Regions from separate parts of the Mus musculus genome. Here regions 1, 2, 3 and 5 are each linked to region 4. The links are chromatin contacts, called in public HiCAR-type and promoter capture Hi-C maps. All regions are on one chromosome and are shown on one strand. The core of a region is the stretch at or near the end of the contact, and the rest is flanking DNA. Distances in the headings are between cores, read along the strand shown. Region 1 holds the start of Prkch (protein kinase C, eta). Region 2 holds the start of Snapc1 (small nuclear RNA activating complex, polypeptide 1). Region 3 holds the start of Pigh (phosphatidylinositol glycan anchor biosynthesis, class H). Region 4 holds the start of Mthfd1 (methylenetetrahydrofolate dehydrogenase (NADP+ dependent), methenyltetrahydrofolate cyclohydrolase, formyltetrahydrofolate synthase). Region 5 holds the start of Rdh11 (retinol dehydrogenase 11).

Region 1 (3,532 bases), core at 686-3,185, 2.7 Mb after region 4:
CATGGGTTTGGTTTTTTTTTTTTAATTTCTATTTAAAAGGTGAATTTTTACAAGCCTTCTGTACTATTTCAGAATATATGGTGAAATTAACAACACTTCAAAGTATAAAATACATATATCCATGAATCTTTGTCACTGTCCATCTGGTTCTGCCACTTGTGAATTTCAAACAGATTCTGAATAGCGATTCACCTCGGGTTCCAAGCCCACTCCTGCCAGAACTGAGACCATTATTAAACTCTAGAGTCTTTACCACACACTACACTTTGCCAGACCACTTCGTTGTAATTATCATTTCAGTGTCTCAGAGTGAGCACAATAACCCCGGCATCACAAAGACAGCGTGAGGATTAAGACATATGGGCGTTCTGGCGCTGTGTGAGGCACTCGAGAAATTTACAGTAAAAATTCTATCTCCAGGGAACTATGGGAATGGCAGCAGCATATAAGAAGTTGCGGGCAGCTAAAGGTCAACGCAGAGGGAGGAGACCCAAACCTAAGGTGTCTTGGCCACCTCTTCTCAGAGGAATAGTTTGGAAGCACCCATACACCCAGGCTGACTGAACTTAAGAGCAAACAGAGAAGTTTTAAACCTCTCACCCCACCACTCCCGCCTCCACCCTCGCCCCCAATCCCCAAGGGAAAAGCTAAACAAAACTCTGCCAGGGTGCAAAGCCATGCACTCACTCTGATCCCTGCCAGTGTAGCTTTTGTACCTCTGGGATGTAATGGATGTGCATGCTGAAACACGTGTGCACGTCTGTGTGGCTGAACCAACATGCATCCATAAACACTATGAATAATACTCGCGAGAATGTATGGCTTTCTCCTAAGAAGTGTTTGAAGCACTTGATTCAAACCATATCCCTTTCATATCGCCCTTTCTCTGCTTTTCTTTATATGAGAGTTGTGATTCCCAAACCCCCTACCCCGGGAGGAGGGGGATGGAACTCTGTATCACTATTGGGCTTCCCCTAAGTGCAAAGTCCAGGTCCACAAAGAGGACGGATTCCCAGAGTCCCACCTGCGCCCGCATACACCCACGGCTGTCGCGTCAACAGTGCAGGCCACCTGGGAAAGGACCGAAGTCTAGAGGGAATTCCTTCCCCTGCAGGGCGATGAGGGAGCGGGACTCTGACGAGTTTCGAAAATTAAAAGGAGGGAAGGTCCAGCAGACATGGAGGAGTGAGGCGATCGCTACTTACCCAGCCCTCGAAGGTGTCCGAGGTACCAGCCGTGCGCAACAGCTCCTGGAACTGCAGCGTGCAGTTGGCCACAAAGTGGTCATAACCCAGGGGCGTCTCGTGGAAGACGGCTAGCTCCAGGTGGCCGCCGTCGGTGACATTGGCGCAGAACTCCTCGTTGTAGGTGGGTTTGTTGGTCTTCTGCTTTGTGCTGGTCTGGCCCACGCGTACCTGGTCTACGCTCACCGTCAGGTAGGGGTCCAGCAGCTGGTGGCCCTTTTTGAAGAGCGAGTGCCGCAGGGACCAGCGGGTGGGCTGCAGCCCTACAGCCTCTCCGATGCGGACCCTCAGATAGCCATTGAACTTCATCGTGCCGGACGACATGCCGGCGCTGCTGCCGGAGCCCCGAGGGGGCCGCGCTGGCTGGCACTGGGGAACCCGGAGCCCGGGCTCAGGGCAGTCCTCTCCGCTGCCACGGGCGTGGAGGCAGCTCTGGGAAGAAGCAGCGCCCGAGCCCCCTGCGACCGGCCATTCCGCCTCCTCGGAGGGATCTTCCCCTCCCCTCCTTCCCTCCCGCCCTTTCTCCTGAGGTGGAAAGGAGGGGAGCCGGGCTCCGAGCCCTCGGCGGGCTGCTGGGCTCCCGATCGTCCTTCTGGAGCGCGCGGGGCTCGCCCCTTCTCCGGGGCCGGCCAGATAGTCTCCCCGGAGAGCAGGAGCGACCCGTCCGGCTAGCTCCAGCTTTGGCGTCTCTGCCCCCGCCTCCGCCCGTTCCTCCTGCCCCCGCCTCCGCGGGCTCACGCTCTCCCCCACTCGGTGAGCTGAGAACCAGGAAGCAGCAGCAGCAGCAGCAACCGCAGCCGCATCCCGGCCAGAGCCGCGCGCCGCCGGGCTCCAAGTTCTCAGAAGCCCGGTGCGGGCTGCCACGCCTTCCGGACCCCGGGGGCGTGGCGCACCGCGGGCAGCACCGCCTTGAGGGGTGGGTGCCGGGGTTACGCGGTGAAGGGGGCCCGCACTCCCCACTCACCCCAGGGGCGGTTCCCGCCCTGAGTGCTCGCGGATCCCTGCTCCCGGTGGCCGGGTTGGCGGTGCGTTTCGGGCTGGAGGCTGCCCTAAGGGGCTGGACAAAAAGAAAGGATTCCAGGCCCACCGCCAGCAAACACCTGAGGCGTGGGAGACAGCCGGGGAGAGAATTGGCAGGACGGGTGGATGCGGAAAATCAGCAGCAGGGAGTTCCTACCTCCCACCCTAAGTAGTGGCCTGGAGACCCTGCCGGAGGGTGACAGAGCCCTAGCCAGAGGCGGGTGTTCTGTGGGGAAGGGGAGGTCCCTTTCCTAATCTTTACCGGAATGGGTCATCCCAGGTTCAGCTTAGACTCATCCTGTTTATGTGCCTTTTCGGCAGAGAGTAATTAGTTGTTTTGTTTGCGTATTTTTTTAATAGGGCAATGGTAATGATGGAAATCCTGTACTCCTTCCTGGGAGAGGTGTGTCACTGCACAAAGAGCAGGAAAGATTGGTTCTGCTGGAGACTGACAAGGCCAAGATGTAATAAGTCCCTTCCTCCGCAAGAGGCGGTTTGCTGGTCCACCTAGTCCTGCATTATAAGGGCAGCAAAGTGTTCACATGCGCCACCCTGACACACAGTGGCTTTCAGCTGCCTCTTCTAGGAACAAACACTCTAGGTTGTTATTGTCAGAGTGGGCAGACCCTAAGTTTACCCATCTCGTGACTTCTACAGGTTTTGTCTCCTAGGAACACCTTTTGGTCTAATCCATTCTACCATAAAGCTTGCTCCCTGAGGGCCAGCCGCAACCAATATGTCTCCTATAAAGTCCAGGCCATTCTTAAGACGCTTAAGGACGCTCACCATACTCGTTCTTACTGAACAGGCTGGTTGGTCGTCTGTCCCCTTTCTAGCACATGGTTTGGCTTGCTGAGAAGGTTCTGGGCAGTTTCTCATTAGGGAGTTGAGACCTCACCAGTAACAGCTTCACACTATAGGATGAGATGGAGAACAATGGGCTGGCCGGATGGGCCTCTCTTGGAAATACCAAGGCTTCCTGAAAGAGTGGGGCAAGGAAGTAGAGGGTCACTTCAGTTCAGGCAGAGCTCTCCAAAGTGTGCTAGCAACCCGTTTGTAGAGGTAGAGTCGGCTGGGTGAAAGCAACTCTGACTTCTTCCCTAAAGAGCTGGACCTGGCTCCTCCAGAGAGCTGCCGGTTCGCCTTAAGAACCACGAGGGCTCCAAACTTTGTCTCTGCAACTCCTTCCGTGGATATTTTATTCCCTATTCTAGGGAGGAATGAAGTATCCACGCGTTGGTCTTCCTTCTTGATTTTCTTGTGTTTTG
Region 2 (3,847 bases), core at 353-2,852, 2.3 Mb after region 4:
ATAAATAATTTTTGTTGTTATTTGGGGTTTTGAGACAGTGTCTCCTGCAGAATTCTCTTTGTAGCTAGGATGGCCTTGTACTCCTGGCCTTGATTCTCCCCACATTCTGGGCATTCTCCCCACATTCTGGGCATTCTCCCCACATTCTGGGCTTAGAGGAGTGCTGCCCCAGAGCAGGTTAATTTCATCACCTGTAGTAATTTACACCTTAATTTGTAATAACTGACAATCTACATAATAGTCTAAATCAATAATATAAAAAGTTCTATTTTATTCAACAAAAGATCTATTAAGATTCCATTCAATCATTTACCCTTTTCAAGAATTTATATGGTATGGTAATTAATACAAACACCGTATTCAAACGTGGGCAAGGTGGTGAATGCCTGACCTTAGAAGGAAGAGTCAGGCAGATCTCAAGGCCAGTCTGGTATAACGGCAAGTTTCAGGCCAGCCAAAGCTACACACAATGAGGGCAAGTCTCAAAAACAAGTAAGGAATACCACATTAATCACATGGCTGTTCTCACTAAGTTCAGTCTAAGGGAGAAATCAAAGAGTAGTAATAACTCTGAACATTAATTTCACACGTCGAACCAGCTAATATATTGATTCATTTAATTCCCACACTATCATGATCTAGTTTACAGACAAAAAGGGTTGTCTCAGATCTGGGGGAGGGGGACTGGAGAGCTGTATTCAAATCCTGATGCCCAAGACCCATCATCTCCACTCTTCACCGTTATCCAAGACTGCGTCTCTAATTATGAAATATACTCTAGACGGTGAGATAAGCCCTTCGTGCTGGGGGTAGACAGAACTCGAGCCTCTCACTTAGTCCCGAAGGCCAAAAGAATTCCCTAAAGAACTGTCATTTGGGTTCAAAAATGACTGACGAAGTGGACAAGCAAAAGGAGATGGAAAATTCCCAGGCTAGGAAACGCCAGTGGAGTACCAAAAGCAACTCGAGCCAAGAGAGTGAGTGCAAGGTGTGGGCACTGGAGATGAGGCTGGGGACAGAGGTAAAGGCAGCTACTGGCTTGAATCTAGGCTTTATCCAACTAAAGGCGATACACAGAGATTCAAACCTGCACTTGCAACGTCAGTTGTTGCATGCTAAATGAATTCGTTCGTAGAGGACCCTGTGTCGGTGGGAATACTTTGTTTCTAACCGCGGATTCATTCGGCAATCAAGATTGGAGGAGGTTTGGCCTCGGATGGAGGCGGTGGAGATGCAGAGGGCCGAGCCAGCAGAGTGCAAGGGCGACCCACGGAAACCGCCAAGGCGGAGGTCGGGGATGCAGGCTGCGTTCCCCACAGGAGAGACAGGGTAGGAGGACGAGGCACACCCACCAGAAGATGGTCGCGAACTTCATGCTGCGCCAGAGCTCCGTGAAGTCCTCGAAGCGCACGCTGTCCATCTCTTGGAAGCGGCTGAGCAGCGTCTCGTAGTCAGTCTGCAGGCCCGGAGGGATCCCCACGCCTTCAACAGTTCCAGCGCCCGTGGGACGGGTCCCGGCGCCCGCAGGAGTCCCCATGCTCACTCTCTCCCGGACCCGGCTTCCCCAATGCCCAGAAGGCCCTGTAGCACCGCCCCAGTCACGTCACATCACGTACGCGCACTCCGTGACGTACTATCCGGGACCTCAAGCCCCGCCTTCATCCGGGTCTTACCTGGCGCCTGTGGCGCTTCTTGCGCGTGCGTAAATGCAAGGTGATTTTAGTCTAGGAAGCCGAACTTGGTGTGATACACGCCTTTAATTTCAGTGCTTGAGAGGCAGAGACAGGAGGATTTCTGTGATTTACAAGCCTGTCCGGTGTATGCAGCGAGTTTCAGGTCTACATAGAGAGACCCTCTAAATAAATAAATAAATAAGACCTTCAAATTAGATAAGTAGGTAGATAAAACAATAGTAGTGCCTGCTAACTATTAATCAATAGGACATGAAGACTCGATTTCTCTCTCTCTCTCTCTCTCTCTCTCTCTCTCTCTCTCTCTCTCTCTCTCTCTCTCTCTCTCCCTCCCTCCCTCCCTCCCTCCCTCCCTCCCTCTCTCTCTCTCTCTCTTTCTTTCTTTCTTCTTTTTTTTTTTTTTTCCGAGAAAGGGTTTTCTGTATATCCCTGGCTGTCCTGAAACTCATTCTGTAGATCAGGCTGGCCTAAAACTCAGAAATCCGCCTGCCTCTGCCTCAACTAACAGCCCCCAAAAGGATTTGAGGTCTTCATTGCCTCCTGACTTATGTAAACTACACTTAGCCTGCCAGTCTTCTTTAAAGTGACTCTACAGTAGCAACCACCCTAACCTCCCTCCACGTGGGAAGATGATCTAAAGAGAACTTGTTAGGGAAGGAACTCCCGTGGTTCTTCCTCATTGCCAAGATCCCCTACAGTCTATGCTTACTTGAGTGATTAATTTGTGGCTCTCCAAGTAATATGCAACCACTCTGGGCAGCAGTTGCTGTTTCCTACCGTTGTTGCCTCTGACAATCTAGCACACTGTCTGATATACTGTTTGGCTAAAGTAGCTCTCTAGAAATCCCACTTTTTAGCTTCTCCCAGGGGCTTGTTACGGGTTAGCATTCTGTATTTGAACTGTATTTCTGTTTTGAAGGCACACTAATCTTTAGAAAAGGTATTCTGGGATGTGCTTGTATGGATGCATTTATTTTATTGTTTGTAATGGTTTGTTTGTGTGTGTGTGTGTGTGTGTTTTCATGAACACACCTCCTGGCCCATGTGGAGGCCAGAAGTTGATGTCCAGTGTGTATACATATATTTTAGTTGTAGTGGGTTTTTTGGTTTGTTTTGGGTTTTTTTTTGTTTTTTTGAGACAGGGTTTCTCTGTATAGCCTTGGCTGTCCTGGAACTCACTTTGTAGACCAGGCTGGCCTCGAACTCAGAAATCCGCCTTCCTCTGCCTCCCAAGTGCAGAATTAAAGGCGTTTGCCACCACGCCCAGCTATAGTTGATTTTTAATTTTATGAAAATAGAATTGCAATCTACAACTCATATTCTTCAAAATATTTTTAAACATTCAAGATGTATCTGTGCTGCTATTTGCAGCCATAGTTCCTATTTTCACTGTTGAATTAACACTAATACTTTGTTGAATTAATACACAATTTGCCCACAGTTCCCTCTTGGAGTTTATATAAATTCCAGATTTTGCTATCATAAACAAAGCCACTACAATCACATCTCCACCTACTTTGTAAGGACAAAATACAGAAGACTTAATCAAATTTGAATTTTCATATCAACTTTAAAGCTTACTTCCTGTGACAAAAATCCTTAAGACAATTTACTTTAAAAAAAAGAAAAGAAAATGTTAGCTGGGTATGGTGGTGGTGCACACCTTTAATCCCAGCACTCAGGAGGCAGAGACAGGTGGATCTCTGTGAGTTCAAGGCCAACCTGGTCTACAATCTGAGTCCAGGACAGCCAGGGCTGGTTACATTGAGAAACCTTAGAGAGAGAGAGAGAGAGAGAGAGAGAGAGAGAGAGAGAGTTTATTTGGACTTCAGTTGATTGTTAGTTAACCCTATTGCCTTGGGAGGAACGCAAATGATGGAGCTCTTAGGGGTATGTGTGTGTTTGTGTGTGTGTGTGTGTGTGTGTGTGTGTGTGTGTGTGTGTGTGTGTGTTGGGGTTCAAGAATCACCTCCCAAACCATACAAACACTGATCTTAAGTAAGAATAGTTTATTGAACAGACATCTTCATACTGAATGTTTGGGACAACAAAAAGGACTCAGAAGCTTAACTGTAGTATTAGACTGCTCTCAGGATAGACTTTTTATAGGAAAAATCAGCTTCAGACATTTAAAGGGCAAGGAGGCGAGCAGTTGG
Region 3 (3,736 bases), core at 305-2,804, 2.8 Mb before region 4:
TGTGGATCCCATGACTCGAACTGAAGTCGTCAGCCTCGGAGGCTGGTTGCTTTCCCTGCAGGGCCCCTGGGAGGCTCATAACACAGTAGTCTTAGAACTACGAAATCCAAGTGTAAGCAAATCCTAAAGCAAGAGCTCCACAGAAAAGCTTTGAAGAGCCCAGCCTGAGCCTGTGGAGTCCTCAGTGGGATTATTCAATTACATTTGTTTCTCCATTATTCATATTTATAGTGACTCAAGTTCTAAGAATAAATTCAAAACAGTGGAAATAATTACATCATCAGAAGTATGATTGTCTGTGCACTGCCACAGTAGTGCTCCATCCATGCAAATATATGGTTGGCAAACAGCATCTATTAGTGGCTCCCCCAGTTACCTTTCCCTAGTGATAAGTACTTGAAGAACCAGCCTGCTTCCATATTAGGCTTGAAAGTCATCTTACAGTGAAGACAATCTAGGTTCATTCTTGTTTATGAGTAAACCTGTTTTTCAAGGATTGAGCTATGCCCCACCTGTGACCTTAACTACAAATGGTTCTGTACTGCTTGTTCCAAGAATGCAATCACGTCTTTGTTTCAAAAAGTTGTTTATAGTCATCTTGCAACCTGACCTTTGCTTCAAAGGGTTATATAGCTACCTTGTTAGGCCCATCTTTGCAACCTTGTGTCTCTGTTCCAGAGGGACTTACTTGCTATGCTTGTGTGCTGCTCCTATAACTATATTTTGACAGACAAACCCCTCATTTGGAAACCTTCCTATCCCTGAGCTATAAAAGCCTGCCTTCACATCCAAAGCTGAACCCCATCTCAGGAGGAGGCAGCCCGTGTATGTGAATTTTTAAAGCTTGCTTTAATTAATTTGGTCATGATGATTTGGGTGGCGGTCTTTCTCCTCTCGTTTTTTTTTTTTTTTTGGATTAATATACTCTTTAGCAGCTGAGCCATCTGCCCAACTCAAAGCCTACCTTCTCTTCCCATGCATCCTAGCCTTGCTAGTTTTTTGATTCCTGTGACTGAAACCCATTCCAGCCTCCAACTTTGTTTTTTCCTGGTCCTTCTTTCTGGAGACTACCCCCACCTCCACCCCAACTCCCCACAGAACAGTGTGGCCCTTGTAGGTTTAATGGCGAAGACCTTTAAGACCTTTACTTAAAGCTGCCCAGACCTTCTACTAGTCTGAACATTTTTGTCAATAACACTACTTAAGTTACGTCTATTTTTTTTTTTTTTTCCTACTAGGAAAGAAGCTATGTAGAGACAGAAATCTTCAGTACCTAAAATCCCTTCGCAGGGAAATGAATGAATGAATGAATGAATGGTTACACCTGCAGACCATTTTGGGGGAGTCTTTCTGGCGTAACAATATAAATGAGTCAGTCAAATGAACAGAGATCTTAATCTGCCCAAAACTGGTGCCGCGGTTCTGGGGAGTTTGGGCTAAGGATAAACTGGGAGAACTTGCTGCAAGTCCCAGCCCTGCTCTCAGTGAGCGACTACGGCTGCGCGGACAGGCAGGGCTCAGCCGCTTCCGGGATGGTCGGGAGCCAACGAGACTTCGAGCCTCCGGGTGGGCTAGAGCGGCGCGACATTCAGGTGTGTGCGGCCATGGAGGACGAGAAGAGCTTCTCCGATATCTGCGGCGGCCGCCTAGCCCTGCGGTGCCGCTACTACTCACCGTACTGCCGCGAGTTCGGCCTCAGCTCGGCTCGGCTGTCGCTGTGCTCGCTCACCGCGGTCACCTGCGCGGTGTGGCTGGCGGCCTACGGGCTCTTCACCCTGTGCGAGGTAAAGGCGGGCGCTCGGCCGGCGCAGGCAGCTTGGAGAGGTCTCGGGGCTGACCCGTGGGTCCGGGAGGGTGGGGACTCCCTGGATCAGGGTCGCCGTTCCACGGCAGGACTGCCCTCCCTCCCCGAGAAGTTTGTGCTTCTGGACGTTCTACCACAGTGGACCTACTTGCCCTGCTCATTCATGGAACATAACCTCCTCAGAGAACTCAGTGCATCCTCCCGCATCACTTACTGGGTACCAAAGCCAACGGATAGCAGGCGTGCGACAGAATTACAGAAAAGTTTTTGCCTCCACAACTGTGCAGTACAGAATCTCCACCTAATATCTGTTTCTCAAGGCCAGGTCAACTACCATCCCCTCTCCCAACCCTTCCCCAGTTTAAGTGCATTTTCTAAAGTGTTGCCAGGTCTAAGACACGAGGGTTTTCTATGCTCAGTTTTCAGACTTTCTAATCTTTTTTCCCCCCGAGCCTCATTTTTAACATCTCTAAGTTGAAATTAATGGTTCAAAATATTGCGAAGGTCAACTGCTATTATTTTGTGACAGTTCCCAAGCAAAAAGAGTCATCCGATTGGCCTTTGTTCAGGATGTTCTGTTCTGTTTTAACTCCCTGTATAGCCCTAAAATGAATATATTATTCCAGGAGTGATCTTAATAGAGCCAGTACACCAGAACTGTTTATTTCTGCAATTTTCATATTGTTTGTATTAAAACATCCCTTAGCTTTTTTCTATTCTTTTGCTATTATTATTATTCTTACTTTGTCTGGACTGGAAGGCTCTATGTGGAGCCTGCCTCTGCCTCCCTAGGGTTAGGATCAAAGGTGTGTGTCATCATACCTGGTTCAATCACATTTATGCTATCAAAGTGTGTGGCAGAGCATCATAATTTGCACAGATTTTCATAGATGAAGTTAAGTCCCCTCACTGAGGGTCTGGGGAATGAATGGCTCATCAGATGACTGCAGCGACTGCCAAACCTGACCACCTAATGCCAAACCTGACCACCTAATGCCAAACCTGACCACCTAAGCCGAATCCCCAGAACCCACATGATGGGAGGGAAGAATGGATTCAAAAAAATTGTCCTCTGACCTCTGCACAATAAATAAATATAAATAGTAGGGGCTGGTGTGGTGGTGCACACCTTTAATCCCAGCACTAGGGAAACAGAGGAAGGAACATCTCTGAATTCAAGGCCAGCCTGGCTACATCAGTCTACATTACCAGCTCCAGAACAAACCAAGGCTACACAGTGAAACCCTGCCTCAAACACAACACAAATAGTATTTTTTAAAAGACTCCTAATCTTTACCAATTTATATTTAAAAGTGTCTTCACAGGTCAGTTGAAGTTATTAAACTGACCTAGTCCTTCCCCAAAATTTTTAATATAATTGGATTTTTATTCTTTTTTGGGGGGATGGGGAGTGTTGGGGTCTTACCATGTAGCCTTGGCTGTTCTTGAACTCACTGTATAAACCAGGCTGGCCTGTAACTCAGAGATTCACCTGTCACTGCCTCACAAGTGCTGTTGTTAAAGGGATACATCACCATGCCCAGTTGAATGTTAATGCCAGCCTATGTTCCTGATACCCGTGCAGTTATCTGCTGAATTTCTTATTTCAACCCCCCGGGGGGGTTCATAAAGAGTAATACTTTAATAACCTTGACATTGATAAAGTGACAAAGCTGGGCTTCCAAACTGGAGCTGCCTGACTTTGAAATCCCTTTCCATTGTACTTTGGCCTCGCAGATCTCAGGCAGTTGCAATTGTTACTGGTTGGTTTGTTCAGAGATACAGGGTCTTGCTATGTAGTTTAGGCTGTCCACACACTCTGCTTCGTCCTGGTTCAGCCCCTGTGAAGGCCTGGGCTGACAGGTGAGTGAACCACACCCAGCTCAGAGCTGTTCTGTCAGTTCCCTACTGCACTCATCTCTCTGGCATGGA
Region 4 (3,847 bases), core at 314-2,813:
TAGTGCAAGATTCACCATTTAATTTATATTTTTCCTCTTTTTTCGCAATCTTCAACAAAAGCTCTCTTTACTCTAGAGTAGGCTTCACCATCATTCTCTCAAGGTCTCTTGTGACAAAACCAAGTGTTTACTGGACACTTACTGCTAGCCCCAGCAGTTAATAAATAACCAGATACCTAATGTCGGAAAAGCAACCTTCAGCAAGTTCACAAAAACAGACCTTTCTCTCTCCTCAGCAGTCCCCAACACTCACTCCCTAAACAAAAAGCAAGGAATGTAGCCCAGATGTTATGCACACTTTCGGGCTCCACACTTAGGGGCTCAATTCCCAGCCCTCTCTCCCAAACAGCAAAAGGGTGCTACTCTCTGGGACGACACTTGGCAAACATTCCCACTAGTTAAGCATTTAAATCTGCACGGCCAGAACAGGTGGTCTGACGGAATATGGAATAGGGTCAGCACACAAGAGCCAAACTGAAAAGTAACTTTAGCGCCAGGACGGATAGGTAGGCTGTTAAAGGGTAGAGCAAGCGAGCGCTGGCGTAGTAGCTGAGTGGTGCGGCGCTTGCCTTGCCTGTGCGATACCTTGGAAGTGAAGCCGGCGGGGTGAAAGAGAAAAAAAGACAGCATTTGGTGTAATGAGGAATGCGCTGAATTAGAGGAAACCCTCTAGGCCAGGTGTGGTAGCCCAAGCCATTAATCCCAGCACTCAGGAGGCAGAGGCAGGAGGGGATCTCTGTGAGTTCAAGATCAGCATGGTCTACAGAGTAAGTTGCAGGACAGCCAGGGCTCCGTGGAGAGACCCTTTGTCAGAAAACAAACAAACAAAAAATTAGAAAGAGACCCTCTCTCTGATTTGACCAATCACCCGTGTCAAATCTTGCCACAACCGAATCACCACCAAATTGCCAGACAAGCGGCTATGCTGGGTTTCTGAGGTTGGACTCCTCAGGTAGCCCGTGTCTAGGCAGAATGATGCCAGCAGCTACACTTTTGAGAACAAGGTCAGGTCAGGACTTGCCGCCAAACCTAGGAATGCAGCCACCCCAGGCAGTCTATTGCAATTGCACATTGGGCCGGGCATGTGTTTCTCTGGCTTCAGGAAACCAGTCTTCAGATTCTAGGAGCCCGTGTCGATGTCCTCTCTTCCCGCAAACCCCATCTAAGCACCTCTCCTGCAGAGCCCAGGCGCTTGGGGATCTGCACGCCCTGCTCTGAGCCCACCACCACTATCACTGGCAAGTACTTACGCAGAAACCAGTTTCCCGTTCAGGATTCCCGCTGGTGCCATGGCCTTTGCTAGTCTGCCACCCACGGTGAACACCAGCAAAAATCAGGTTCCAGTCGCTCCGCGCGCGCAGGACAGCACAACCCACGTGCTCAGGGACCTCCCGGGAGAAATCAGCTAGTGCGCCTGCGTCGCGCTCAGCAGCGAAGGTGCGCAGGCGACCCGGAAAGACGTCGTGACCCGCTGACAGAGGAGGCCCAGGAGCGTCTGCGGGAGCCGGTGGGCCCAGGCAGCAAGAGGGTTGTCACCAAAGACTGGTTGGCGGCAATGACTGGCTGCGGAAAGAGCCTGTGTGGAGCCCGCCTCTGATGAGCCGGGAGCTTCCCGCCTCGCTTTTAGCCAATCAGAGATAGTGTGTAGGGGGCGCGGTGGAACTGGGCGGAGTCCGGGCAGGAATGGGCCTGTCTGAGCAAGTTTGCGTGACCTAGGTTGCGGCGACAGAGTCCTGCAAAGCAGTGTGATTTTGGATCGTACTGGCTTCTCCGGGCAGGATCTTGGAGGCCTTAAGCTGATTCCGGCTACTGACCTGGAGCAGGCAATGCGGCTTTCCACGTTGTCATAGGCCCTAGCTTTCAGAGTGTGGTGGGGAACACCTGGGATAACTGCCTCTCTGTTACCCTCCTAGCAAGAGTGAGGCTATCCTTAACGAGGCAATTGTGTCCCTCTGGTTAGCCATCTGCGGAGGAAGCACTCCAGGGAATTGCTTTTCCACCAGCCAGAGTAGAAATTTGTTTCCGGGGAAAGAGATTTCAGAGATCACCTTGCAGGACTGAAGCCAAGACAGTAATGGACAGGTCCACACCTCGACCTTCACTGTTCAACTCTATATCAAGTCTGACTCTTTACTTAAACCTCAGTTTCATATTAGAACTCAGAAGATAAGACTTCTCTTTGTCCCTCTTCCCAATGTGGCCGTATTGAATAAATCTCCTTTTTCTATATCTTACCATTACTTGTTTAATCGACTTATTAAGGATGGTGACTAACCTGGTTTATTAGATTCTCAGAGCCCAGGGTCTGGCTCGCAATTCTAGTAACAGCAGGGACGATCAATCCACAGCCTTGACATAGAGACAAGTTCGCTACTACTGAACCCAGCCTTCCATAACTAAAACCTGCTATCCTCCCAGGGTTGAAGCCCAAAAGCAGGCTCAGCCCAGCAGCTAAGAGGGACCTCAGAGCAGAAGCGTGGGGCTTCATCAGCGTGAAGGGAGCAGAGTTCAGGACGAGTGATCCTCTGGTCTCAGCGGACCAAATCAGTATTGAAGCAGAGACTACTTTGTTCATCAGCTAGATGCCAGCAAGGCTGGCATCCCTCCCCATTTGCCCTGGTGCAGAAATGAGTTTGGCCATGTCCTCGGGAGCCTGGTGGTAGAGGAATACATCAGAGCCACTGCCTTGACTTTGCTTTTTCTGCCGCTGGAACTGGGCTGGATTCTTACTGTTGGGTTCGAGGTACAAGCCGAGAAAACTTATTTCAGACTCAGGAAGCTTAAAAATGAAAGCTTTATTCTCTGAGCGCTCAGGAAGGCAGCCAGTTCAGGACCTGAAACATGTCCCAGGAAGGATACTGTACAACATTTTAAAAGGATGGGAACACAAAGTGAGAAGTGAGCTGGGGTGAGCTGGGGTGAGCTGCAGTGTTATCCAATTGTATTTTGGTTGACATTTTGGCTTAAGCAAGGGAGTACCCGCTGGAGACTGGGTGAATCCAAGGGACCTGACTTCAAGGTCCTTAATTCATTCTCCTGAACTTTAGGTCTGGAGCTCAGAGTGATAAGGGGACAAAGGAGCTGATCAGCTGCATGTAGTTAACTAGAGCAGGACAGGTGATTGGTTATATATTTTTATAACATATGTACCTTGGTTTAGAAAAACAGCAATTTCTATATTCTTTACCTGTTAACAGACAGTTAAGAAAACATTTGGAGAAGTGGGGTAGGTGTTCGCTCCTAGGTTGTTTGACCCTGCCAACAAGATGGAGAAGTTGTCCTTGAGATGGCTGGATTCAGACAACTGCCTCCTTACAAGCTGTCCCTGAGATGTCTGGATTCAGACAGCTGTTCACAGCAGAAGCTGTTCAGCTATAGGGAAGTCCCAAGCTGCCCTAGGGCCTGGTACATTGGATTTAGTTTTTCCCTATAAATGCTAATCTGTAAACAAAATGTTAGTTTTTAGAATAAGTTTCTTTGGCTCCTTCCCAACATTACCGTTGTCTGGCTACAGTTTCCCCACATTGTTCTACAGATAAGTCCTTCCTTAGAACATCACCACATGGCTATGGATTTAGCAACCATTGTTAGAGTGGCTTGTTTCAACCAATGGCAGGACATGTGGCTGCCCCCACCCCCACTTCCCATCCCCCACCCCCCACCCCAACCTTTCTGCCCTAGGAATTAACCCAGGGCCTGGCATGCTAGCTAGGCAAGGGGCTTCTACCAGCAGCTAAGTTCCCCCATGCCAGGGCACAGTTTGCACTGAATTTGTTGTTGTTGGGCTTTTTTTTTTTCCTGTACTAATGTGTGTATTTTAGTTTGTGACTTTTGCCTGAAATCTGGG
Region 5 (3,478 bases), core at 701-3,200, 2.9 Mb before region 4:
GATCAATACCCTTTGGCTATGCCTTTGTTTTCATCTACATACAAGTTGAAAGGCTTGTAGCTGTCTGGCAGGGCAAGTGCTGGGGCTTCAAGTAGTTCATTCCTTGAGACTGAAAAGCTTTGTCCATTTGGGGAGTCCAGTTTAAGACACTCTCCTGCCCCCTAGTGGCCTCGTAGAAAGGCTTTGCAATCTCTGTGAATCCTGGTACTCAGAGACTGCAGGAACTCACAAATTTGATACCAGGTCTTGGGGACTGAAATGTTGAGAATCGTTCCTTTGCTAGCCTGGGATAGCAGATGTTGCCTGTCCACCCCCCCCCCCCGCCTTGGTTTTTCCCCAAGGTATGTTACATCATTTTGGCAGAGCTGCACTTTCCTCACAGACATTTGATATCTCATCTGGTCTAACTCTCTGAGCAAGGCATAAGTTGCCAAACAGCAAGTTTCTTCATCTGGGGCAGCTATGAGCAAGTCATCAATATGCTACTAGAAAGTTATCTGGGTGTGGGCCTGCCTGTATGTATATGTATATGTGTATGTGAATGTGTATATAAATATATGTCTGTCTGTCTGTATATGTATATGTATATGTGTATATGTATATAAGTAAGTATATATCTGTCTGTCTGTCTGTCTGTCTGTATGTATGTATGTATGAAAAATGGTTGGAGCCTTGCTCTATCTGTCACATGTGTGAATGTATGTGTGTGTGTTTATAATTCTTCCCCACCACCCCCTCTCTCTTTTCTTTCTCACTGATCCCCAAAGAGTTGTCTCAAGAAGGCTGAAGGTTGAAGCAGGAAGGAGAAAGCTGCAGCTTTGACAACTCCTGAAGCAGTACTTCACAGCTGTCTGTGTCACCTCTCAGAGACTACACCAGTTTATTGTAGAAATACTGTTAAACATGTATAAAATGAATAAGAAACAGAATACGTAAAAGACTTTTTTCTTTGAGCTGTGAGCTGCTCTCTACATACTAGACACTAAGAAAGCGTTAAATGCTGATGATTACTAGATAATCCAATACTAAATCTGTAAGAATATGTCTTCTTCCCAGGTGCTATACAGTATATGGCTCCAACTTGACTGTGGAACAGGTATCTTCCAATGAATGGAAATTAATTATGCAAATGAACCAGAAACTGAATAGTGAAGGTGGGAAACCACAGACAATGACTTTTAAAACTTGTTAAACATGATAACTCATGTTTATCCCCATGAGGTACACCTCAAAGGAAAGAAAAGTTTGAACAGGGAGTTTGCCTTTTCCCAAAGAAATGTTCCTGGCCTTAGTTCAAGACGGGATTAAACTCTTTGACAAAGTGATAAAACCAACTGTGCCAATCTGAGAAATGCATTGTTTCCTTGAAGAGTAATACATGATATAGTCATCCAAGAAACTATTTTATTATCAAATAACAACCAAGGGCTTGGGAAATTATGAAGGATACTATCATAGATCGAAGTACACACAACCGTGACTCTCTAGGAGGTCTTAACTTGCTTTGCCCCATAGGGCAAAGGTCATCTCTGAGGAAGGACATCTTCCGCCACACCAACTGTCCGACTAACGGCTCCTGCCCTTTGTAATTAACCTCAGAATACTTTCCAGACGCTGTCTCCCAGACAAAATGTAATTTCCTAATAATGATTGGGGAAAATTGAACCAAACACTGGACTTGGGCTCCAGGAGATAGCAAACCCGCGAGACTTCCAAAGAGTCAATTAGTGGCCAGAGGAGTGGTAGAAGGGCTGGCTCAACGATCCCACAGGCCTAGGCCCTGGACCACTGAAGACCATTGCTCCACGGTTGTGTTATTCAACTTTTCATAGTGCTTGGAAGTATACTCTGAATGTATCACCGCCAGGCGGCCGCCAAATCCAGGACTACATTTCCCAGAGGGCTTTGCTCCCTGGCGGTTGCAGTTGAACCGGGGTGTGTCTAGGATCAGAAGCCATAAGTCCCGCTGTCCTCTTTAGAGCATCAACTTCAACTGCGCTTCGGTGGTGCTGAGATGTTCGGATTCCTGCTTCTGCTCTCTCTTCCCTTCATCCTGTACTTGGTCACGCCAAAAATCAGGTCTGTGCGAATGTTGCTTTTTCTTGCCAGGTCTTTTAGAGAAGATAAAAAATCCCTACTGAAGCCCTCTCCCTAGCCCCCGTAAAGAAAGACTAGGAAAGGACTGAGAAGCCCTTTAAGGTAGCAAAGATCTGGAGTTTACTGGACTGTAGGCGAGATCCTGGTGCCCTGGATGTGGGCACGGCCAGACGTCAGACCCCAGGTGGTCGTAAAAGCGCTCCAGGTCTCCATCATCCTGTATTGCTCTTTCTGGCCTACCTTATTTCCTCTAGCACTATTTGCTCTCTAGCTTCGGGAAGCCGCTGAGTATGGCGGGCTTTAGATTCTAACTGTTTTCTCCACTCCCAAGCTTTGAACCAGCCTTTGTCTAACTATTTGTCTCCAGCCCTTGAGGTACTACAGGAGGGTTGCACTTTTTGCTCTCTGAACCCGATGCCAATGTTATCTGGGGCATGCTTCCTTGTTGCCGTTATTCACTTGTTTAGGTGTTTGTGACAACTGAAGGGGAAGATTCATTGTCCTTCGGAGTAGGAACACGTGCTTGTTTGCCCTAATTAGATTACTAGGAGCCAGGAGAAGAACCACGTGGTCAAAGGATGGTTTCTTAATTAAGTGTCAGGTCAGCCCAAACCTGGAGGTGTGTGTAATCACCTGAGAATCAGCGGCAGGCTACCACAAGGGGCAGTCCACTGATTGGTTCTGAGTAAGTCACCAGGAGTGACGGTGGACCAGTAATAAACGCCACCTTCTTTCTGGGCGTGGCCATAGTTCCTATTGGAGCTGAGGCTGTGCCATCCTTCTGTCATTTCTTACCATGACCAACATTTTTTCTTCCAAGACCTACTTCCCACTCTTTTTGCTTTTTCTTCTCTCTCTGGTGGCTACTTTCATTTTTCCCCTCTCCTCTCTGAATACTTACAGCTCCCATAAGTAGGCACACATGGGCCTTGTACTCAGGTAAAAACTTGGGTTTCTTTTTACCACAAGATCTTCATATCCATATAGAATCTCAACAAAACATGAACCGGAGCTACATCCAGTGAAATGTGTCTTAGAAGCGAGCACTCTAAGGACTCTACTATCCCCGTTGGAGCCAGCATGGGAGAGTGGGGCCAGAGCTGCGCTTTCAAAGTTGATTTCTTGTTTTCGATGATGACAGAGGAAGGAGGAAGAGCCAATTCCTGGTCCCCAGGATTTGTCAGTGTTGAAGTTCAGTCTGAAGGGACGTGAGACACAGAGCCAGGGGCCTTGATCGCTGAGGAGAGAGAGGTTCCTTTGGGTACCACAAGTTAGTTTGTCTTAAGTAGTGGCTGCTTGCAGATAACAAGTTTAGTGGAATGGTTGAAATGCTCCTTAAAAACGCACTTCTGAGTCAACAGATCCTTTTAGTCCTAAAATT

The links. Promoter capture Hi-C pulls out the DNA fragments that hold promoters and counts their contacts. HiCAR-type assays count read pairs that join an accessible place to other places.
Region 1: a contact with region 4 is called in a HiCAR-type map of astrocytes, with 2.7 times the contacts expected there. The contact joins the promoter of Prkch here to the promoter of Mthfd1 in region 4. A contact is called at or near these places in 1 of 39 promoter capture datasets (cranial neural crest) and 1 of 115 datasets of contacts at active chromatin or transcription factors (astrocytes).
Region 2: a contact with region 4 is called in a promoter capture Hi-C map of pre-B cells. The contact joins the promoter of Snapc1 here to the promoter of Mthfd1 in region 4. A contact is called at or near these places in 3 of 39 promoter capture datasets (the C10 cell line, hippocampal neurons and pre-B cells).
Region 3: a promoter capture Hi-C map of pre-B cells shows a contact between it and region 4, with 2.8 times the contacts expected there. The contact joins the promoter of Pigh here to the promoter of Mthfd1 in region 4. A contact is called at or near these places in 2 of 39 promoter capture datasets (the 3T3-L1 cell line and pre-B cells).
Region 5: a promoter capture Hi-C map of cranial neural crest shows a contact between it and region 4. The contact joins the promoter of Rdh11 here to the promoter of Mthfd1 in region 4. A contact is called at or near these places in 2 of 39 promoter capture datasets (cranial neural crest and maxillary cranial neural crest).

What each region holds. Positions count from the first base shown.
Region 1 is chr12:73,583,199-73,586,730 of GRCm38.p6, reverse strand. It overlaps Prkch (protein kinase C, eta), which reads right to left and starts at 1,935. Exons shown (of 14, transcript NM_008856.4): 1 at 1,206-1,935. The coding sequence starts at 1,568. It overlaps LOC115488016 (collagen alpha-1(I) chain-like), which reads right to left and starts at 3,053. Exons shown (of 3, transcript XM_030247047.1): 1 at 2,964-3,053; 2 at 2,422-2,520; 3 at 1,596-2,301. The coding sequence starts at 3,053. The coding sequence ends at 1,636.
Region 2 is chr12:73,962,252-73,966,098 of GRCm38.p6, reverse strand. Snapc1 (small nuclear RNA activating complex, polypeptide 1) reads right to left here and starts at 1,602. Exons shown (of 10, transcript NM_178392.5): 1 at 1,353-1,602. The coding sequence starts at 1,537.
Region 3 is chr12:79,087,488-79,091,223 of GRCm38.p6, reverse strand. It overlaps Pigh (phosphatidylinositol glycan anchor biosynthesis, class H), which reads left to right and starts at 1,554. Exons shown (of 4, transcript NM_029988.2): 1 at 1,554-1,784. The coding sequence starts at 1,605. 9230116L04Rik (RIKEN cDNA 9230116L04 gene) reads left to right here. Exons shown (of 3, transcript NR_110486.1): 3 at 1,239-2,519.
Region 4 is chr12:76,252,948-76,256,794 of GRCm38.p6, reverse strand. It overlaps Mthfd1 (methylenetetrahydrofolate dehydrogenase (NADP+ dependent), methenyltetrahydrofolate cyclohydrolase, formyltetrahydrofolate synthase), which reads right to left and starts at 1,563. Exons shown (of 28, transcript NM_138745.2): 1 at 1,251-1,563. The coding sequence starts at 1,291.
Region 5 is chr12:79,190,327-79,193,804 of GRCm38.p6, reverse strand. It overlaps Rdh11 (retinol dehydrogenase 11), which reads left to right and starts at 1,950. Exons shown (of 7, transcript NM_021557.6): 1 at 1,950-2,079. The coding sequence starts at 2,015.